Regions from separate parts of the Mus musculus genome. Here all the other regions are linked to region 1. Evidence: chromatin contacts called from public HiChIP or PLAC-seq and promoter capture Hi-C data. All regions are on one chromosome and are shown on one strand. The core of a region is the stretch at or near the end of the contact, and the rest is flanking DNA. Distances in the headings are between cores, read along the strand shown. Region 1 holds the start of Srsf10 (serine and arginine-rich splicing factor 10). Region 2 holds the start of Pdik1l (PDLIM1 interacting kinase 1 like). Region 3 holds the start of Mtfr1l (mitochondrial fission regulator 1-like).

Evidence for each region. HiChIP or PLAC-seq counts read pairs in DNA pulled down with a chosen protein or histone mark. Capture Hi-C pulls out chosen DNA fragments and counts their contacts.
Region 2: a contact with region 1 is called in an H3K4me3 HiChIP or PLAC-seq map of embryonic stem cells, with 5 read pairs. The contact joins the promoter of Pdik1l here to the promoter of Srsf10 in region 1. A contact is called at or near these places in 2 of 115 datasets of contacts at active chromatin or transcription factors (both in embryonic stem cells).
Region 3: a contact with region 1 is called in a promoter capture Hi-C map of liver, with 2.5 times the contacts expected there. The contact joins the promoter of Mtfr1l here to the promoter of Srsf10 in region 1. A contact is called at or near these places in 2 of 39 promoter capture datasets (hippocampal neurons and liver), 1 of 115 datasets of contacts at active chromatin or transcription factors (microglia) and 1 of 9 other capture datasets (liver).

What each region holds. Positions count from the first base shown.
Region 1 is chr4:135,853,911-135,858,912 of GRCm38.p6, forward strand. It overlaps Srsf10 (serine and arginine-rich splicing factor 10), which reads left to right and starts at 2,161. Exons shown (of 6, transcript NM_001080387.2): 1 at 2,161-2,381; 2 at 4,395-4,499. The coding sequence starts at 2,317.
Region 2 is chr4:134,284,258-134,289,259 of GRCm38.p6, forward strand. It overlaps Pdik1l (PDLIM1 interacting kinase 1 like), which reads right to left and starts at 2,996. Exons shown (of 3, transcript NM_001163794.1): 1 at 2,904-2,996; 2 at 1-290. The coding sequence starts at 273.
Region 3 is chr4:134,532,860-134,537,861 of GRCm38.p6, forward strand. Mtfr1l (mitochondrial fission regulator 1-like) reads right to left here and starts at 2,528. Exons shown (of 7, transcript NM_029759.4): 1 at 2,391-2,528.

The sequences.
Region 1 (5,002 bases), core at 911-3,410:
TCAAACACACCACTACCTTTGCTCCTTTGGACAGAGAAACTACAGTGTCGTGGCCTTGGAGGTCACTTATGGATGGTACGTAGACCATAGAAGGGGGTAAAGCAAAAATTGCCTGGAATATTCCTATTTCTCTGCAGGATGTAATGGGTGGAGAAGTAGGCGGAACAGATCATCTTCACACAGCAGGAGAGAGAGATGATTGACAGGCACACTGTACACCCAAGCTGCTCACAGAGAAGGCTCCAGTGCAACATGTTATGTAAATACACCTATCTCAATGGTGACAGCCAGAAGCAGTTGGCTGATGGGAGCTCATCTACGTGGTTGAATCTTCCTGGGTTGCTACTGAAATTACAGTGCCTTTCTTAAGAAATGTTCATTTATTGGGTTACATCGATCTGCCAGCCAGTCGGGTATTTCTAATCCTCCCTGCGCTTTTAAACAGAAAGAGAGAAATGTGAGCATGTGTGTGTGGGTATGGGTGTGCCGGTGCCCGCAGAAGTCAGAAGAGGGTGCTGGATCCCCTAGAGATGGAGTTGCAGGCGGCTGTGAGCCACCTACATTGGAACTGAACTCAGGTCCGTGCTCTGGAAGAGCAGCGCGTGCTCTTAACCGCTGAGCCACCTCTCTAGTCGCTTTCGAACAAAAAGATTTGCAGCAACTTATTCCCCCACCCAGATGACCAAATTATAATTTAAATCAATTATACCATCTTGCAATAAAGCAAAGATTCAAACAAAATACTGAAGACGCATTCCCAGCGGGCAGTACTTTCCTGAAGGCCTTCGGTACAGCCTCCTTCACACCACTCCTTTGGCAGAGCTGCTGTTTGGTAAATTGCACAACGTGCCCAAAAGCCTGGTGGTCAAGGGGTGTTGGACTTCTTGCTTTTCTTCTTGGTCATACTCTCATTCTCTCCGCAGTCCTCATGTTTACCAGAGACTGTGTGATGTATGTGAGGGAAGTGATGTGTGCATCTTCTCACTCATAAGTTTGAACTCCGTAGATATTAACGCATATAAGCCATATTTAAAAACAGGGCGCTGGGCAGTGGTGGCGCACGCCTTTGATCCCAGCACTTGGGAGGCACAGGCAGGTGGATTTCTGAGTTCGAGGCCAGCCTGGTCTACAAAGTGAGTTCCAGGACAGCCAGGGCTGTACAGAGAAACCCTGTCTCGAAAAGCAAGCAAACAAACAAACAAACAAAAAACCACACACACAAAAACAATAATAAAAATCTAAGTGTATTGCCCACTTGTGTATGGGTGCCCTAGGAGGCCAAAGAGGGAACTAGTAACAAAGCACTGAGCCCGCTCCCTCAACGTGGGGAATAGAGGGGAGGAGGCGCTAGAGAGAGGGAGGGGAGGGAGAAGAGAGGAGAAAAAAGGAGAGGGAGAAAAGCAAACCAGCTAGCCAAGGTTTTTTTGTAGCTGGGGAGTCCCATGATGAGGACTGAAAGTTGGAGGGGGACTGGAGCAAGAGGGGGACGATGGGCCGGGGTGAGTGGGCAGTGTCTGTCTTAGGGTGCAGGCAGGTCTGTGGGAAGAAACTTGGCTAGCAAATCCAAGGACCTAGATTGGATCCCCAGAAAACAACAAAGAGACAAACACCACCTCTTCAAGGCTGGAAAAGGGGTTCAGGCACCTTGCATGTGAGCAACAGAGACAAGGACAGCAGGGCCCGGGTCTCACGGGGAGGGAATTGCGTGCCTAGGTGACGCGGATGTGCAGCAAAGGCAGAGAGTTGCACGCACGGCACGCCGAAAGCTCTGCCCCTCCCCCAAACCCCACAAAGAATCTCTAAGTTCCTCTCTCTGGCCAGAGATCTGATAAGAAGCCCAGGCGCAACTCCGAACAGCGGATTCCGGAGCAGCCTCTAGCTGGCTCCGAGGCTCCCGAGCCCGGTCATGGTAGTTTAACCCGAGCGCTCGCCGAGAGGAGGAGGGATGGCGGGCTCGGCCGGGCGGGAAAGGGCGGGAAAGCGCAGCGCTAAAGAAAGAAAGAGGGGGAGGGGAGGAGCCCGCGCCTGGAGCCAATGAACGGCAGCGAGGCCGCGGTGCGCGCGTCAGGCCGGCGGCGCGCGCACGCCCAGAGATCTCGCGGGAAAAAGCCGTTGTCCCCCTCCGCCGGTGCTGCGGGGCGGGAGGTGGGAGGGGGCCTGGAGGCGGGAGCCAAGTCTCGCGAGAAGAGGCAGTTGCCGTAGCGGAGCCCTCTGGGTCTGTGCGAGTGTGGTGTGAGTGGATGTGAGCCGCCGCCGGAGCTGCGGACGGTTTGCCCGAGCCCGTTAGCGCCGCCGGCCCAGAGTCCCGCCGCCACCATGTCCCGATACCTGCGCCCCCCTAACACGTCTCTGTTCGTCAGGAACGTGGCGGACGACACCAGGTGAGCGCACCGGAGCAGCTACTGCGCGGGGGAGGGAGGCCGCGGGCGCCCGGCGAGCGGCGGCCGTGGCGCGGGGGAGGGGCGGGGCGAAGATGGCGGGGCCCGCGCCGGCTCTAGGCCGCGCCGCCGGCCTGCAGGAGCAAGGGCGGACACCGGGCCGAGCGCTGGCGAGCGAGCAGGCGTGAGGGCCGCGTGGCGGGCATTCGGGGGCCCCGTCCTCCCCCGCGTGCTCGGCGGCTGGGCCGAGCCGGCGGGCCGGACGTGTGTGTCCCTCATGGATCCGACGTCCACGTTCCATGAGGTGCACGCCCCCCTCGGCCTGAAAGGGATTTTTGTTGTTGAAAACGGGAAAAGGGTTGCCAGGCGGGGCGGCCCAGGCCAGCACTCGGGGAAGCCGAGGCGGGAGGATCGGCGCGAGTCGGAGGTCAGCTCGGGCTACGAAGTCAGAAGATGGAAAAGATGCGAGTGGGATAACGGGATAGCGGAGGGGAGGGTTTGCAGCTCCATCTCCCCCATCTGTGTGGATGGTGATGAGTGGATTCGAGATTGCTGTGGGGGAGAGGAGTCGTGGAGATTGGGGCGAGTGTAACAATTTTTCGGTTAAATGGAGTGATCCACGTGTTTTCGCGGAAATCTCTTTGAAAACGAGGTGCTGGAGAGACCGCTCCCGTTAGGGACCTTCGTGATTAACTTGGGTGAACGGAGGCGGTACTTTTAATAAAAGTCCGCCTTGTCTCCGGGCGTAGCCCCAGCACTCAGAAGACGGGTCTGGGAGTTCGAGTCTCGCCTGGTAAAGGGCTTTGTTTTCACAGCTTGTCCTTTGCTTTGAATTGCCTTCGGAATTTTTCAGAAGAGATTTTTATCACAGGATTACTCTTCGTGTTCGTACAAAATAAACTCCGAAGAAAAACTGAGGTTTTGGGTTTTTCTTGTTTTGTGGAGTTTTGTATCCTCTTTGTCATTACGCATAAAACAAAAGTGGTTAATTAACGACTTAAAAATTTTTCCATTTTGTCGTTTTAATACTTAAGTATGAAGTATGTAGATACTGTGATGGTTTTATTTCAGATTTTTAATGGCTGACCCTGTTGAACAATTTTAGCGTAAGCGGGGATGTGATGGGAATGCTTAATGCTGGAAATTGGGTTCCAAACCAACTTGACTAGAATGAGACCTGCCTTAAAACAAATATACAATACTTTTCAGAATGCTAGAATATTTGATGATTGTTTTTGCCATTTATTCGTTTTTTTTTAAAGACAGTTTCTTTGTAGCCTTGGCTGACCTGGAACTTGCTCTGTAGACAGGTTAGCAAAAATCCTCCTGCCTTTGCCTCCCAGAGTGCTGAGAATAAAGGTGTTCACCACCAGCAGCAGTCTTTCAGTTTTTAAAAAAGTTGAAGACATGCCCTTTATGAACAGTGAAGACCCGGGTTTGTTTGTTTTGGTTTTTCGAGACAGTTTCTCTGTAGCCCTGGCTGTCAAGGACTCACTTTGTAGACCAGGCTGGCCTCGAACTCAGAAATCCCCGTGCCTCTGCCTCTGAAGTGCTGGGATCAAAGGCGTGCGCTTTTTTTTTTTTTTTTTTTTTTTTTTTGGCAGGGTCTCACTGACCCTGATTTATCTGGAACTCCCAGATCCCTCTACCTCTGATTTCACAGTGGTGGATTTAAAGTTGAGCTGCCTTTGTATGGTGTAATCCCCATCCCGAGATGCATTGTTTATCTTTGGATTTTCAGAACAGAGTTTCTCCATGTAACTAACCCTAGGTGTCCTGGAACTTCCTCTGTAGACCAGGCTAGCTTTAGACTCTGCCTCTTGAGTCCTGGAATTTTTAAGGTGTGTGCCACCTTGTAGCTCAGAAAGCTTGTTGGCAAAGGCAGGGGTATAAGGATCCATGGGTTATATGCTATTATCAACCACAATCCTTATATTCCTTAAGGTGATGTTGAAAAATGTGAACATGTTCAGGAATGTGAGCATAAAAAGTTTGAGTTTTTTCATGATGTTTTAGGTCTGAAGATTTACGTCGGGAATTTGGTCGTTATGGTCCAATAGTAGATGTTTATGTCCCACTTGATTTCTACACTCGGCGTCCAAGAGGATTTGCATATGTTCAATATCCTTTCTTCAGATGGATGATTAGTGAGGGGTGTTGAAGTTTGAAATTCAAGTTTTTATGTAAGTGGTAACATAAAAAATAGTCTTTTTGTCTTCTAATGTCTTATGTCTTCAAATCTTTTAAAATTTCCTGATTCATTGCTCTTATTTCTTAGTTAATCCAAAAATAAACCTTTAAATTCCCATCCTTGCTGCTGAAACTCAAATCAGTGATTATAATATGTAATTTTTTAAAAAATTTGAATACAATGGTTGCTACCATCTTTGCTATAAGTCAAATTAAAAGTTAATATGTTCTTGTTCTTAGCAATTAAAGTTTAGTAATCTTGTTTGTTATTTTGAATCACTTGATCGAAAACAAATTGTATAACAATGAGGTAAACTTCTTTAATATTGTCCCCTAATTTGCTGTCCTCTGTTGTTACCTCAGAATGTAAAGCTGTACAGTTATGGAGACCCCAAAGAGAAAGCATGAAAGAACTTTTAGAGTAGAGTTCAACA
Region 2 (5,002 bases), core at 1,746-4,245, 1.6 Mb before region 1:
GGAAGAATTAGAGCCGTGGGACATCTTTTGCACCATCCCATCCTTCTGTAGGATGCACTCTTCCAAGTGAATCACATTTGGGTGTTGGCTCTTGATACTGCTTAGTGCCCAGAACTCTCGAAGAGCTAGTTCAACATTTTCAGGCGCGTGGCATCGAATTTTCTTCACGGCTACTCTCGCAGAGGTCTTTCTGATGACTGCTTCATACACAACACCGTAACTACCTCGGCCTACCTCCCGTATTAGATCGTACTTTGGCTGGCTACTCACCATCTTCAAGGTCGAGGTTTCTGGAAAAATCAACAAAGTGCTCTGCTGAAATCAGGTGGACCTATTGGCTTGTATTCTTACGCATGCTTTACCCATCTGTTTCACTTTCTGTGGTACTCAGAAAGTATTTAGCTAGGCTTTGGACCAATCTATCAATAATAATAAAGGTAATAGCACTTACCATGTATCATGAACTATTTCAAGAACTTTAATTTTTAAAGTTTTTGTTTTTGAGACAGGGTCTTGCTAAGTTTCCCTGGCTTGGAGCTTGATGTATGAATTATGCTGGCTTTAGAAGCCATGGTTACAGTACCATCATCCCTGACTCTTATGTATAAGTGCAGGCATGCCCATGCCATGGCACACCCATTAGGAGAGAACCTTGGCTCTCCTGTCACTGCTACAGCATATGCCAGGGTAGTGGCCTGTGAACTTTGGACACTCTGTCTCTGCCACCCATCTCCCCACAGGAAGGCACATCTACCTTCACATGGGTTCTAGGGATCCAAATTCAGTCCCCCAGACTTACTCAGCAAATGTTCTACCCATTGAACTCTCTCCAGGCTCCACCCACCCACTCCTTTTTTGAACAAGATCTCACTATGAAACCCTGGCAGGCCTCCAACTCAGAGATAAGCCTGTCTCTGCTTCCCCAGTGTGGGATTAAAGGTTCATGTCACCATGCCTTGCTTCCGGTCTTGTTTCTTTTAAAAGACAGGTTCTTGTGATTATGTGGCTCAAGACGGCTTTCACATCTTTTAAGATTTTATTGTATATTTTACATATCTGTGTGTAGCTTTGTGTAAGTCAGAGGGCAGTATGTGGGAGTCAGTTCTCTCCTTCTACCATGTGGTTCCAGAAACTGAGCTCATGTTATATGGCTTGGCAGAACATAACTTTACCCACTGAGCCACCTCAATAGCCTTGGCTACCTTGGTCTTTGGAATGGTGGTATTACAAGTGTGTTAAGTAGCCAAACCTGGCTACTTTTATATTAAGTTCATTTAATCCTTAACTGCTTGAAAATGCCATTGTTAAAAATATATATATACCCGAAATTTGAAATTTCATCAAGAGGTGGTGGCTCACACCTTTAATCTCAGCGTGTAGGAGGCAGAGGAAGGCGGATCTCTGAGTTCAAGGCCAGCCTGATCTACAGAGGGAGTTCTAGGATACCCAGGGCTACAGAGAGACCCTGTCTTGAGAAGAAAACACACAAACAAAAGCAGTGAAACATAAAAATCCCTCACACTTAGAAATGCAAACCCCTGACTTTGGTTTATGGACCAAAAGTGGTCAAGATCACTTACTTATGTTTTGTTTGCAACAGTGTCTCAGGTAGCTCAGGCTACCCCTGAATTTACTATATAGCAGGGAATGACCCTAATCTCCTGCTTCCACCTTCCAAAAACTAGGGTTATAGACCTGCACCAGCATGCTTAGTTATTTGTTTCTTACAAAATGGGCACAAATAAAGTTTTTGCAGAGCTGTTCCCTCAAAATGAAGTAAGTCAACTACCTTTTTATCGTTGTTTAGCATAGTTATTTAATTCTAGGTCTTTTCTGGCCAAAGGGGGAGCATCCTATACATCACAGGGAATCCTCTGACAAAGTCCTTTGGCGCTGTACCTTGAGAAATCATTTAAAGGCAAGCTGGAGCACAGGCCCCACAGAGAAATGTTCTTTTGAGTGGAGAGTCTGCAGTACGCTCCCTCACTCACTGTCACTGTCTTCGCCGGCCAGGAAGAGTAAGATTGTATTTACATTGCACAACCAGGTAAACAAAGTGACTGCCCCGGGAACCGGAGACTCCCGGAACGACTACTTTAAGTTCATTGGCCAGATTTAAAAGAAAATGACTGTTCCTGAGGTTTGCCCTGAGTTACTTCCTTGTATTGGTCGCCTACCCTTCAATTTCTTCCTGGATTCCCCAATGTCAGGTTTCCTGTCACCGGGCGGGCCATTCTGTCCTGCTCTGTGCTGATTCCCGGTTACTAGGCACTTCCAAGTGACTCTTTTCTCTGCAGCGGTCCCCTGTCCTCTCCCACTTGCCAGAGGTCCCCCCCCCCAAGGAAGAACGCCTTCCTTGCATAAGAAAGGACGGTGTCTATCAAATCCTTGGGGTCCTGGCTGGAGAGACGCCCTGCTGAAGCATCCTTCGAGAACCCGAGCGCCTTACGATGGCACGTCCCGGACCCTCCTGCCTGCCTGCCTGCCATTCTCCCTCCGGGGCTGGGCACCGGCGGCTTGGACATGCACCTGCTGGTGCCGGGGACGGGGACAAGTAAGGCCAGCGGTGCTCGCTCTGTCGCCGAGGCGCGCTCACTGGCCAAGCAGCAAGCTCACTCCGGGCGGCCGTCCCTGGAAACCCCGAGGGACCCTCCCGTGGCCCCTGAGCGGGCCTCGCAGTCGCTTCAACTCCTGGCGGCTGCAGCCTAGGGGACCGGACTCCGGGAGTGGCCCGGGCGGGAACGGAGGCCGCAGTCCCCGGCCGGTGGCCGGCGCAGCACCGGGCCTTCCCGGGGATGACTCCACTGAGAGGTCCGTGACAGGCCTGCTGGGGACAGAGACACATGCAGGGAGACCGGTTCTGACTGCGGGGCATCCGTGGCACGGCGAAGGGCCAGGTTTACCTCAGGGCAGCCGCCGCCGCTTCTCCCTCTCATGAGCTCTGCAGGCCGCCATTATCGCGCAGCTCGCGCCCTCGGCCGCGGCGGCCTCCAGTCAGAAGCCGGCGCGCGCCCCCGTGGTGCGCGGACACACCCCCTCACGCCGGGCCCCGCCCCCTCCGGCTTGCCGTAGCGCGCGTGCGCAAGCCGAGCGCCGCCTGCTGCCGGGCGAGCGCCCGCCTCTCCTCCGCGGGCTCTGGCCATTGCGCTCCGTCGCTGCCCTGGCGCGGCGCACAGCCGAGCGTTTCCAGCGGTGTGCGCGCTGCAGAGCGGACCAATGCTGCCCTGCAGGGGTGGCGGCAGGGGACGGTCGCCCTCAGCCGCAGCGGGGGGCGCGTCCCGGGACCCCAGAGAAGCTGCGGCCGCTGGCCCGAGCCGGCGGTGCTCGTGCCCCGTGGCGGGCTACGCTGCCCGCCCTCTTCAGACCTACCGAGCGGCGGGCTGGAGCGCGCGGTTCGCTGGGGCCGGATGCCCGGTGCATCTTCCTCGCTGGTGGCGGGACTGGGCGGCGGGTCCGTGGGGAGGCGCGGCCAGTGCTGGGAGGCTGGCTGCACCTACGTTCCGAGGCACCGAGCTGTGTTTGCGGGTGGCACAATGGCCCAGGCAGCGACGCGGGCCTGGGTGCGATCATCTGGGAGGATGCTGTCCCCTGCCCCACCGGCGCGGTGGTATCTCCCTTAAAGAAGCCGGAACCTCATTGTTCCCGGCCTTGAGGATCGGGGCGTCCTGCTGGGTGAGAGAGAGGGTGTGGCCTACCTGGCTGCGGCGCGCAGCCTAGCTGGCCTGAACCGGAGTTGGGACCCATTTTAGGCGGGTGTACGGACACAAAACAGGTCTCCTAGGACTGCAGTCCCCCGGAGTTCTTCAAATACGTGCACAAAACCTTTCAAATGCCCCCAGCAGTTGTCAGTCATAACCCTGAGTTGCCCTGAGATCGGGGTGACAGTCACTTGGAAACCAGGACCAACTGGCCGGCCCGTCGTTAGTTACACAGATTGAGTAAGCATCTGCCAGAAACGCCCATTCTTTTCTTTATTATTCTGTACCTACTGCTTGTTAGTAAGGTTGATCCTGCCTTCATTGCCCCCTAAGCATCTCAGTGCCTCCAGGATCATCCTTTGTCATCTGCTTATGAAACTAATATTTGGGGTCTGGGCAACTTTCTATATAATCTGAACCATATTCCAAAAGTAAAGACCTTACTACTGACCCTGCTGCTTTCATAGGCGAGGAAACCAACACCTGCCACATTGACCAAAAGTTGTCTTCCTAGAACACCCACTCGCACCCTAGTGTAACGTCCTCCAGCCCCTCCTAATAAAAGCCCAGCAATCTATTCAGAGTTTGTCCTGAGGGCCATCCTCCTATTGGTGCTCACGTTTTCTGGGAATACTGAGTCAGTCAAGACTTGCTTCCTGCCCTGGAAAGTAGGGGGAAATAGGAAAGCTCAGTAGACGCCGGCTACCAGTGTTAAACAGGATGGACTAGGAAGAGATCTCTTCATGAGAGTAGTCTTTTTGTTTATTGTGGTCATAAAATGTCACGGGATCGTCAAGGGACGTACCTGTTCTAGCTGCTTTCCTGTTGCTGTGATTAAAAAGAAAAATTGCTGACCAAAAATACCTTAGGGGAGGAAAAGGTTTGTTTGACTTAAACCTTCAGGGTTAGGGTCACTGGGAATTCATCCATCACTGAGGGAAGTCAGGGAGGGAACTAGGGAAGGAACTGTGGGGGGTGGGGGAGGCTCCTTACTGGCTTGCTCCAGGGTCATGGCTCAACTACATTTCTAAACAGTTTAGGCTGGCCTGCCTAGAAATAGCACTGCCCACATTGGGCAATCAACAAACCCCCTCACAGATGTGCTTACAGGCCAGTCTGATAGAGGCTATCCCCCACTGGACACTTCCTCAAATAGCTAAGCTGGCAAGTTGACAGCTGAAGCTAACAAGACTAGTGTTTTACGGTGTGCCATCATCTTCTATGTGACTAACAAAGTTAGTTGCTTATATTTTAAACTTTTAAAAAGCCTATCCGTCCAATAAAAGAATTACTTTACATTCTAC
Region 3 (5,002 bases), core at 1,278-3,777, 1.3 Mb before region 1:
GCCCTTCCTTGTCCCTGGCTTTTCTAAACCCAGACCCATTACAGGCTACATTTCAGACCTGTTGAGAAAGCTCGACCAACCTAGGGAAACTTCCAGGCTCTAAGGTTAACTGAGGCAACACCTCCAAGATGTAGAGAGAGCACTCTGGTGGTTACAAAGCCCAACAGAGAGCAAAACCAAGAATGCCGTCCAACTAAGCATTTATTCTTGAGAATTCAAGTGGGTAAGAAAGATTCAACGGCCAACTCGTGCTAATTTCAGTCTACTGGGCTATGGGGAAAAGAGCTTTAAGTGGTTGGAATGGATCACCCCACCCCCAACTACAAACATTCTGTCACAGAACCACACCTCCAGCCCCAAGAGGTTTTGTCCTCCTCATCTATGACTGTGTCTTATAATGCTTTTGGATGTTGCTTTCTTCATTGGTAAAATGGAGAAAGGTAAAGTTGCCACTCTAGACTACCCTAAAGGTCAGTGAAATTGGGTGGGCAAAGTGCTTAACAAAATTTAAAATAAGACAGTTACTCGTAAATTTTGAGAATTAATTTATAAGGTTAATATACAAAGCAGTACTCCTAACTGTACCCTTCACAGCTGCCCTGGCACGGAGGTTCAATTAGTGAGCGTTTATGTCTATTAAACACAAAAATACCCACTAGTGCCAGGCATGCAGATATTTGTGCTTTTAAGGAACTCAAGTCCAATGGGACCTGCAGGACCCGGACACATTTTTCAATGAAAGGCTGGGTCTCATTAAGAGGTAACTACAGCCCAGGGCCCCATGGTGAGTTTGGAGAGACTAGGAAAGTGAAAGTCTTCTAAAGAGGACAGAGCATCCCAAGGGATTGCAAAAGGCAGACCAGAGGTCTTGTGAGAGTCACTGGAGAACCTAGGTCTGGCTCTCAACAGTGAGGAGATGAACTGGATGGTCGGCATCTCTTAAGGGAGAGCTGGAGTTCCTCTTCTGCCTTAGAGAGTTGTCATGAGAGTATACATGGAGAGAGGAAAGAACTTGTCTAGCCAGTCACCAAATGGCTGTTCAGTGGACAGTGTCTAAAGTCTGGTCCAGGTTCTGATATGTGCAGCCATGTTCAAGCCTACAAAGTCCCTGTGTGCCAGACTTCTTGCTAAAGGCCACTTAACTGTGCTACTCCTGCCATTACGCCCTCTCCTGTCCTGCTTCATCTCCAAAGACTCCAACCGAATCTAAACCTCGGGTTTAACAAGCTGCCGGTTCTATTACTCTGGTGTTTAAATCTTTCAACTCTCTTCTAGACTCCACAGTCCTGCCAGCAGGATATACCCCATCTTCCAGCTCTCTTAAGACCAAGCTCTAATACAGTTTGGCAAGTACACGATCTGCGACCATACTCACTCCCTAGTCTTCTGCTGGGGCCATGCTACTACCGGGCTACCAGCTCCCAACACACCTATCTGTGCCCCAGTCTATACCACTGCCTCTGTGGGACCCAACTTATCCAGCTTATCTCAGTCCCTCAGCACCCAGCTCATCCATCACTCTGTCCCTGGCAGCCTGGGGTTCGCAGTTCACTCCGTGGCAGCCTGGATCGCCTTCCGAGGGTGCTCAAAACAGAAATGGAAGTAACCGAACGGCCCATATCCCGGCCTCCGGCAGCCGCTGTAAGCACTTGGCTTGCTTTTAAGAAACCGCTGTAGGCGACACTAACTTGGCTTCGAGGCCCCGCCCCCCGCGTGCCCGCTAGACGCTCTAGCCGGTTCCGCAGCCCCGGCTCTCCCTCCGCACATCGGCGCTGCCGCAGCTCCTTCTGCGCTGGCCGTGCCCGCGTCTTCCCGTGCGGCCACTCTCGGCAGACCCTCTCTGCTCCGAGAGCGCCTCGACCCGGCAGGTCCTGGGCCAGGGAGAAACTTTAGCCCAGCGGTGCCCGGCGGACACCCGGGCAGAGCGCGCGAGGGTCTCACGAGGCGCCGGTGGCCAGCAAGATGCAGCCCCCTGCGCCCTCAACGACGGGTCCCCACCCCCGCGACGGCGACCCGGCCCGGGCCAAGGTCGGCCAAGTTCCTACCGCGCGTCCAGCGGCCCTTGGACCCGCGGGCCGGGCCGGGCCGCTCAGTAGCCTCCAGGCCGGCGTAGGTCCCAGATACGCCGCGCGGCCCGGGGCGTACCGCGCTCCAACGGCTGGGGCGACCCCAACCGCTGGGTGACACGGCCAGCAACTACGCCTGGGGACCAGTGCCCTCACCGAGGGGGGCAGACAGCGGCGACTCCCGCGAGAACTTGCACGGGAACAGGGAACGCGTGCTCCCCTGCGCCGGGACGGAGACGCCGGCGACGGCCCAGGGCGCTCACCGAGCCCGTCTCCTGTGGGACCCCGCATCGGGCTTAGCCCGGACTCCAGCGCCACACTCACCTCAGCCCCTCCTACCCCAGCGGGCGGCCCGGCCTCGAAGTCCCTCACTTCCGCTGACCCGCCTCCGGAAGCAATCATTTGCAGCTGCGCGGCGAGCACCACGCCCAGGAGAGGCGGGCCTAGAGAGGGGCCCGGAATGGACGCGGGCTCTGAGTGGACGGCAGACCGGCCAGGAGGCCACACCCCTCCCCGGGCCACGCCCTCACCCCTCCGGGGGAGGGCACGAAGTCTGTGCGCGCATCCCGCTGGAGTTTTCCTCCCAAGTTTAGTTGCTGCCGTAGGAGTTGCTTCCCGTGTTTAGTGTCAACAAACTTCTGGGAAGCGGTAGTCTGCCAGTGTTGCTGCTCAGCACTGGAAATAGTCCATACTCCTGCTGCAGATCTCCGAATCCTCTCATCTTGGCATTTCAGCCTTTCCTATCTAGTCTGGACCCTCGTCCCATTTCATGCTCCCCCAGATACATCCCCCAGCAAAAATGGCTGCTTTCGCCTTTCAGGCATGCCCTCCAGTGCTTCGGAATAGCTGTCTTCTATTTTAAAGTTCTCTGTCTCACACACGCTCATACACGTACACACGTGTGCAGCATAGTTCAGTCTGTTAATGAGATGGGTGGATTGATGGCACTCGGAGACACCAAAGCTCTCAAGGTCGCTCTTTCTACCGGTCTCCATGGCATCCAGTTAATGGGCATACACTTTCTTCTCTGCACGTGGCTTTGCCTGACTCACCAGTTCTCCCAAAGCCTATAATCCCCACCTGCCAGGGACAAATCTTTTGGATTCGTGGGTGGACAGCTTTGTGCAGTCACAATGGGCATTATGCCCAGACCTGCCTTACTACACCCATACATGCTTTATTTCTCTATTGTTGTCCTCTGGAAATTACAGTTATATGTTGCTGAAGAACGGGTACTCTTTGGGAAACGTGTCCTTAGGTGACTGAGTTACACAAACATTATAGAGTGAGTACGTACACACACCTACAGAATATACTACATCCTAGGTGAATTGGTAAAGCCTATTGCTCCAGGCTACAAAAACCTGCACAGTTGCAACTGTGCTAAATCCCAGGGAAGTTGTATCACAATTGTAGACATTTACTTCTAAACACCGGTAGGGCACATGCCAAGATAGATAGCTGGAATTTCTCAGCTCCTTTTTGATTGTTGGGTATCACTGTCAGATAGTCTATCAGCGACAAAGCCACTGATAGAACCTAGTGGGGAAACCCCCACTCAATTCCCGATTCGGTGTGCACCCAAAAAATCACGAAGGACCATCTTGATGGAATTAAATGAGGTCGTTTAATTACGGAGCTCCGGACCGACATGCATCCCACACAGGAGATAACGGATGTCGGCCACGAGGCTGGAAAGCTAGGGGTTTTTATGGGGTAAGGGGCTTAGGGGTGTGGAATTCAGCATAGCAACACACTATTGGCTTATTCAAACATCAGGAGAAAAATTACATGTACGTGCAGGGTGTCAGAGTTCTGTGAGTTGTTGACTCAGTTCAGATAGCCCTGTTATGTCCTCACATTCCTCTTTATCTTATGGTCAAGATGTTCCCAGGAGTGTTTTAACTACGGGGAATACCCAGGTTTGTTTTTCTCTTTTCTCAGCCCCAGACAGCCTCTAGGCTCACAAACAACCAGCAATTTCTGAGTACTTTATATGACTTACAGGTCTTGAAATTTCATCTTTCTTTCACCACCACTGTGTGGCATCTGACCATTTAAACGTTTCTTATGGGTTTGTGTGTATGTGTGTGTGTGTACTTCATTTTGCACTGCTCCCCATAAGATAAATAATTGGGGGCTGGAGAGATGGCTCAGCGGTTGAGAGCGCTGGCTGCTCTTCCAGAGGTCCTGAGTTCAAATCCCGGCAACCACATGGTGGCTCACAACCATCTGTAAGGGGATCTGATGCTCTCTTCTGGTGTGTCTGAAGAGAGTGACAATGTACTCACATACATTAAATAAATAAATAAATAAATAAATAAATAAATAAATAAATAAATAAATAAATATTTTTTAAAAGATAAATAATTGGTTATAATCCATCCTTAACCTGGAAACTGACTTTACCTCTGTGTCAGTGAAAATGATATGGGAACAAAGGGCTGGTTTGCAGAGCCTTTCCTCTGTGGCAGGCTAGGCTTTGACATGTCCTGGCTCAGCATGTTTCCTTGCCTTATGACTCAGCCTTCTTTTACAGGTCTCCATCTTTACACTCTCCCCACCATGTGTGCACTATGGTGAGGAGGAGGTCCAAAGATAACCAGGAATTGCTTCTCTCCATCATGGGGAATTCAGGGACTGAACTCAGGTTGTCTAGGTAGCAAACACCTTTATGCAGTGAGCCATCCCACCACCCCTACAGGTATATTTCCTCCCATAATTATCTAATGCCTGTCATATGCTCCGCTTCTAACGAGTTCAACATCAGGACCATTCTCAACACAAACTTCCAGATTCTCCAGCGTAGTTTCTCATTCTGTCTATTACAAGCTCCCTGTTGCTAGACAAGGCTCCAAAACAGTCCAGCTCAAATGTGCCCACCCTTACCCATTCCCCAATAGGGGCAGTGGTCAGACTGTGGAAGGCCAAAACCG